Regions from separate parts of the Sus scrofa genome. Here region 2 is linked to region 1. Evidence: chromatin contacts called from public Hi-C data. All regions are on one chromosome and are shown on one strand. The core of a region is the stretch at or near the end of the contact, and the rest is flanking DNA. Distances in the headings are between cores, read along the strand shown. Region 1 holds the start of LOC102166743. Region 2 holds the start of NABP1 (nucleic acid binding protein 1).

What was found. Hi-C and Micro-C count contacts between places; a contact is called where the count stands out from the background.
Region 2: a contact with region 1 is called in a Hi-C map of liver, with 3 times the contacts expected there. The contact joins the promoter of NABP1 here to the promoter of LOC102166743 in region 1. A contact is called at or near these places in 2 of 47 Hi-C or Micro-C datasets (heart right ventricle and liver).

Annotation. Positions count from the first base shown.
Region 1 is chr15:95,895,129-95,898,535 of Sscrofa11.1, forward strand. It overlaps LOC102166743, which reads right to left and starts at 1,579. Exons shown (of 5, transcript XM_021074733.1): 1 at 1,502-1,579. The coding sequence starts at 1,579. The region is part of intron 1 of MYO1B (unconventional myosin-Ib); the gene reads left to right.
Region 2 is chr15:96,312,390-96,315,796 of Sscrofa11.1, forward strand. NABP1 (nucleic acid binding protein 1) reads left to right here and starts at 1,495. Exons shown (of 6, transcript NM_001244491.1): 1 at 1,495-2,082; 2 at 2,382-2,520. The coding sequence starts at 1,992. LOC100516649 (a long non-coding RNA gene) reads right to left here and starts at 1,360. Exons shown (of 4, transcript XR_002339369.1): 1 at 1,000-1,360.

The DNA of each region.
Region 1 (3,407 bases), core at 329-2,828:
CTCTCTTTGATTACATAGTATATCGTACTTTATTTTAGTAGCTTACTGCTTAGGGGAGCTTCTGAATTTTTAATATTCCCAAAATACTTTTTCTGAACCACGAGTACAAAGGCGTTATTAAAGATGCATTGTTGGGTGATGCATATTTTTGTTTTACTACGTAGTTTTTTTACTTTGTAATTTTTTGCTTTCACAACTAAATGAATTTGTTAAAACAGCCTGTGCCATTTTGCACCTAGTCATGTATTTGTAAACACAGAGAAAACATTCACACGTGCCTTGATGCCTTTACTGATGATGATCCTGCTGGTTTTATGCATTTCCCTTGGTGCCTTGTATGGTTAGACACTTGATACATTTTTTAAGGTCAGAATAAGGAGAACTGCTTTCCTTTACCTCTGAGTGTGTGTCATTGGAAAAGATTCTTGTGGACTGGCATTTTTGGTTTTTAACATTCTTTGTAACCAGATCCAGGATGCATTCTCACCCCAAAATGAGGAGAGTCATTCTTTCCAGAGTTGGAGCTTTTTGCTTTAGTCAGTAATGATGGAAGCTGGGACAGAATCTTAGGAGATGGTATATTGGACCCCCTTTGTGGGGAAACTGAGGCTCAGAGTTGGTAGTGTGCCCAGGCTCTCTCTCCCTGTGCTCTAGCTTCTGAGGTGAGTCTGAAGCTTGAAACTTGTGTGGTTTTTTTCTGGAGCCACTGTGATGAATTCATTCCAGCCACTGTGGTCTGTTGTAGAATGCAACGGCTGACGCTCTTGAGAGAAGTAACTTGCTTCCTTAACCCAAAGAGTGCACTAAATTCATTTCCCTCCATTGTCACTGAAAAGAGCCTGAACAATTGGGCCTTTTTTAAAGAAAGCAGTTCTGTTCATGCCTACCCCAGACTATTTTATGTGAGCGTCTTTGTTCAGCCAAATATCTTCAAACACCAATTTATAGGGACCCCGAAACTGATGGGTATAAGAAACCCCATGTGCATGGCTCCCAGGTGCAAATCTCTGTAGTTTGAAGTTTAAGGGAGCACTTTGAGTGCTTGGATGGTCTGATCAAGTATAAACAGAACAAAGAATGAATATCCAAGCCATGCAAGCAGAGGAAGGAAACAAGGACAGGAGAACTTGGGTGAGGCTATTAGCATATTAGACACAACTGGGACCCTCTGATTAACAAGCCAGTTCACTTGGAAGGAAAGTTGGGTTTCCCCAGGTGACCATATTCAATTTAATAACCCCTGGTCGTATTTGGTGTCCATGCCTCGGCCAGGAACCAGTCAGAGCTGTCAGGTGTGCCCATTGTATGCGAGCCGTTTTATGTTCACCTGGGGGTTCCAGGGTCTCAGGTTTGCCAATCTAAACACATTGGACTTCTTGGAATTTTTTTCTAATCTGCCTTGAGGGAACAAATTGAGAAGCCTATGGGTTATAATTAGCACGTGCCAGTGCAGCTGAGTTTGTGTTTCTGGCTATAACAGTGGTTTATAGTTTTTGGCTACCTTGTCCCACAGGAACTCATAGGCCTTTTCAGACGTTAGCTCATTAATTCTCCTAACATCCAGTGAGTAGGACGGCATGACCATAGGTTCCCCCTAAAGCCAGGACTGCTTGCCCTCCATTCTAGACCTTCTAGGATTTTTGGCTGGCGAGGGGGTGCCATGCTGGGGAAGGGACCAGAGGGGAAGGGCTGGGGGTGGCTTTCAGATCCAGTCTAGGGGGTGGGTGCCATTCTCTGAAGTTGCCCTGCCCTTTGGTGGTTGTTCCTGCCCTGACTCTGCAGAGCTTCCTCCGGGAAGTGACAGTGGGGACAGTGATGTTGACCGCATTCCTCCTCAGGGTACTGACCGCCACGGGAAGTCTGTTGCGGTCAGTAACAGTTCTCGAGGTTATTTGCCTGGACACCCCGGCCAGAAGGCCAGCTAGGCAGCATGGCAGAGTAGGGCGTTCTCGTCAGGATCAAAGGGAGTGTTGGCAAGGGAGGGGACTAGAGTCTGGTGAGAGCCTCTTGGGAATTGGGCTTTGCTTTCTCAAAAGAGAACATGGAGTGGATGTTGTTATCCCTGAATTTTTACTTATTTATTTGCTTTTTAGGGCTGCACCTGCGGCACATGGAAGTTCCCAGGCTAGGGGTCAAATCGGAGCTAGAGCTGCCGGCCTACACCACAGACACAGCAACACAGGATCCGAGCCGCGTCTGCGACCTACACCACAGCTTATGGCAGCACTGGATCCTTAACCCCCTGAGTGAGGCCAGGGTTTGAACCCGCATCCTCATGGTTCCTAGTTGGATTTGTTTCTGCTGTGCCACGACGGGAACTCCAATCCCTGAATTTTTAGATCATAGCAAATTCCAGAAGTGAATTTCCTGTGATTCAAAGCCTGTGTAGTTCCGTGATGGGGTAGATCAAGAGGGAATTGTCAGTCTTAGTAAACTCTTGCTTCAGAACTTCTGTAGAAAGTTACTCTTTCCAGGTAAAGCGTCTCTAAAACACCGGGGTGTTGTGAAGTTTGGTGACTCAGAACTTAGATTAAAGAGTGTGTGGTATTATAGTAAGTGGGAAAGCCCACCCTCAGACCAGTTAGGAAAGCTTCCTCCTCACCCTTGCTCTTCCAGAAACCCAGATGTGCAACACCTCCTGGTTCCATTTCTCTTTATGTTGAAAGGAGGTTGTGCCTGGGATCCTAAGGAATTCTGCTCATACACCAGAAGAGATCCTTTGTAGTTTGTAATCCAAAACCTTCTGTGTTGTCATGGCAGCCAGCTATTTTTGACTCAAAAAATCCTTCTAATTAGTCTAGATAATCGTCATTTCCACTGTTAGAAAAAACTTTTTTTTAATCCATCACTTAGTGAACTGTAACTTTATCTAGATGCTGCCTTTTAAATCCTTAATACCTGGACTGTGCCCAGGGTTGAGATTAGCCCAGCTCCTGGTTGATGACTTTGACAAGCCAGGCTTTCTATACCCAGACAGAAACAAACCTTGATATTGACGCTGGGTAGTTCCTGGCCCATCTCTGCCTATTGAGAGGTACCTTCTGGGGTGTGAACTCTTAGATACTCAGAATGTTGTATTAATTGCCTTTCCTATTCACAGAGCTTTTTGAGACTGGAGTCTGGCTTTATGGTTTACAGGCTTCCATATGCTTTTAGCTGTTTGTTTTCACTCCTATTTCAAATCTATTCCATTTTATCATTGTCTGATAATTTAATGTCCTTTATATTATTGAGTTTGATGCTTACAAAAGCCACCCTAGCAGCACTCCATTAAATATTCTTAACAAAAAGCTTTAGAGAAAGGTGAGTGAACCTCCGTAGGTAGTGGCTTTAGAAGTGGAATATAGGGGAGGAGTTCCTGTCGTGGCTCAGTGGTTGACGAATCCGACTAGGAACCATGAGGTTGC
Region 2 (3,407 bases), core at 245-2,744, 420 kb after region 1:
ATTTTTGTATGATTAAATTATGACTAGAAAATGTAATCAACTGTCCTAAAGGTCACATAGCTAGTAAATAGTTCAAGCCCAGGTTTGTTTCTAAACTACATGCGTTTCTCACTACACCACATAAATAAAACTTTCCCCCACCTCAGCTTATGTTTCAGGGTTTCCCACTGTTGTTATATGATTGTTTCGGATGTACAAAAACAAATACAAAACTTGATAGCTCATGAAAAAAACAGGGAGGAAATGTAAATGCACATTTCTAAGTGAAAAAAGCCATTATGAAAGGCTACATACTGTATGATTTCAACTATGTGACATACTGGAAAATGAAGCCTAAAAATATTAGTGGTTGCCAAGGATGAGGGGTAAGGGAAGGATGAATAGGTGGCGCACAAGATTTTTAGGGCAATGAAACTACTCTGTATAATACTATTAATTTTGCATACGTATCATTATACATTTGTCCAAAACCATAAAATGTACAATACCAAGAACAAACCCTAAGGTAAACTAAGGATTTTGCATAATAATATGTTAATGTTGTTCATCAACTGTAACAAACATACCACTCTGGGGGAGACATTGATAATGGGAAGAGGTCACGCATGTGTGGGGATAGAGAGCATATGGGAAATTTCTGTACCTTCCTCTCTTAGTTTTGCTGTAGACATAAAACTGCTCTAAAAACAGACTATTAATAAAATGAACGTAGAGAAGAAAAGCAAAATGGGGAGTGTAATCTGAGAGGAGCAAGAAAAAATAGTTAAGTTTGCAAAGGAATTTAACTTCTTGTTTATCTGCCTAGTATTACAGAGTGAAAAGCACCAAGGCTAGGTCACTTGTGTTTGTGTCCTGCTTGCTCATAAAGTTGCTGAGTGACCTTCAGCAAGCCACCTCACAGTTCCTGCTCTCAATAAGCTTAAAATGAGGCAGTAGAGTGGAACTCTTTTGCCCTCTGGTCTTAAAATTCCAGCCTCGCTGCTAAGGACCCATCCCTACCTTTTATTTTCTTTCAACCAGACCAGCCACACTTGCTTGAACCTTGTTCTTCCTCTCCTGCATACTTTTTGACGTACCCACTGCGTTCTAAAACACAGCAACCGTTCTCCTTGACCGCGAAACTAAAAAGCAGGGGCGAAGGACTGAAATCTGAGGGACAATATGCAAGAAAACCAGAAACTGGACAGTGAGTAGTAGAAGCCTGAAAAAGGAAGACTAGGCAGGGCAAAATAGACGCCGCGCGGCGACGGCGGAAGCAGGAGGAGAATGGGTCGGAGTTCAGAGCCGATTGGACGGCTGAGAGGGCGGGGTCCGCACTGACAGCCCAGGGGAGGAGCTAAGGAGGCTGAGCGGGCGTCGTCTGCTTGTTTCCGCCCCTTGGCTGCCCCTTTCCAGAGCCTAGAGGGCGGAGCGTCGGGCGTGCCCGACGCCGTGTGTCGTAACAAGGGGGCGGGGCGACGCGGGGGTCCAGCCGGTGCGCGGGCGCATTCTGCAGTCGCTGTTTGGGACGCTGGGTGCGCGGAAGCTTGGTCTCTGCTCTGGCTTCGCAGTCAAAGCCTGTTCCCTCCCTGGAGCTCGGGACAGGCTGGGCACGCGCCCCTGTGTGTGTGTGTGTATGTGTGTGTGTGTGTGTGAGAGGACTCAGGGCAGAGGCATCTTCTCGCTGCCTTTTTTTCTTCCTTTTATCCAAAGAAGGGGCAGTTCTCACGCTTGCCTTCCTGTCGCCTGGTTGGGAGCGGGGTCGGGGTGCGGAGTGGTTCGTGTTTTTTTCTTTTAAACTTGTCAGCGCTTTTTTCCCCCAGTTTTTTTCGGCTCAGTGTCTTCTGAGCTGGTTTCCTCCGTCCCTGACTAACCTCTTTCTGCCCCTTCTCTTGCCATCCTCGCCCAAGGTCGCCCCTCCGCCCTCGCACCTGGCCCAGGGGGGTGGTGGGAAGCTTTGTCCGGCTCCCTGCCCACTCGAGTCTCCGCATCGTAGCCGCACCTGCCTCATTATGAACGGGGTCAACGACCCCCCTCTTTTTATAAAAGATATTAAGCCCGGACTGAAAAACTTAAATGTCGTCTTTATTGTCTTGGAGATAGGTAAGTGGGGTCCACAGCCCACACCGCCGCCCGCAGTGCGTCCCGGGGCCAGAGGGAAGGGCGCTGCCGCCGCTAGCCGGGGGCTCCCCTCCCCCTTCCCTACCTTCTCTCTCCCCTCCCCCATCCACGTGGCTCCGTTGGCCCCTGCTGGGGCTGTAGCCTACCTGCGGGCGAGAACCCGGGGCTCGATCTCTTCCCACCTTTCAGACGCCTTTTGATCCCGGAGGAGGAGTTAGCTTTTTGGAAGTACTCATTTTCTAATACACCCCTCCCCCTTTTGATTTTTTAAATCCCCACAGGACGCGTGACCAAAACCAAAGACGGCCATGAAGTGAGATCATGCAAAGTAGCAGATAAAACGGGCAGCATCACTATTTCCGTGTGGGATGAAATCGGAGGTCTCATTCAGCCGGGGGATATTATTCGGTTGACCAGAGGGTAGGTGTTCATAAAGGGGTTGGGGAAGGGGTTGAGAGTGTCTCCTAAGTAGAAGTCTGGGAAATCGAAATTGACTGACGCCCAGGACCGTGGCAAGTTCTAAAGTTTCGTGTTGTTTTTCCTCGGGGCCACTCCGAGAAGTTTTGAGCCCCCTTCGATGTTAACCTCAGTTGGTGGACAGCATTGGTTTGTAACACCTAAGCCTTTAAAAGCAATTTCAACTGAGAATCTAAACAACCCCACCCTCAGTTTACAGATTTTTAAATACTGTTCAGGGATTATTGAGTCTTTTTAATAGATTGTTAAAAATCAAGTTAATACAGCTGTCACTTAGTTTTTTCCAACCTTTTTTCCCTTTTAATGACTTGATGTCTTGCCAGTATTTTATTTGTACTCATTTAGACAGTGTGGATGTAAATTGAGGTTGTAGTTGGAGAATTTAGCAGTTTTGTGGTGTATCGAATTTGTACATGGATGTGAAAGAGGAGAGGTTTACAGTATCTGTAAGGCACATTCTGGAAAATGATTTCTTATGACTACTGCTGTAAGGGCAATGTTGTACAAAAACCAAAATGATATGCAGAAAATGTTTGGCAGAAAGATGTCAATGATACTTCTATCCAAAAGAGTTAGTGGGCAGATTGGCTTTTAAAAATAGTTTAGTGCAACCTTTTAAAAATTTATCCAGTCTTTTTCTTAGGAAGATTAAAATATGAGAAAGGGATCTTAAAAGCAGATTTTGGAAGCTTTGTGGTTAATAGAATTATAATAATTTATTGCTCATAGTTATAGGAAAAGTGAGTGGAGATTGATGTTGGCCTAGTAGATAGCATCTCAAAGTGTTGGATCACCCTGAAAGTAGGAACGTAGAGCCCTTTGATATTATC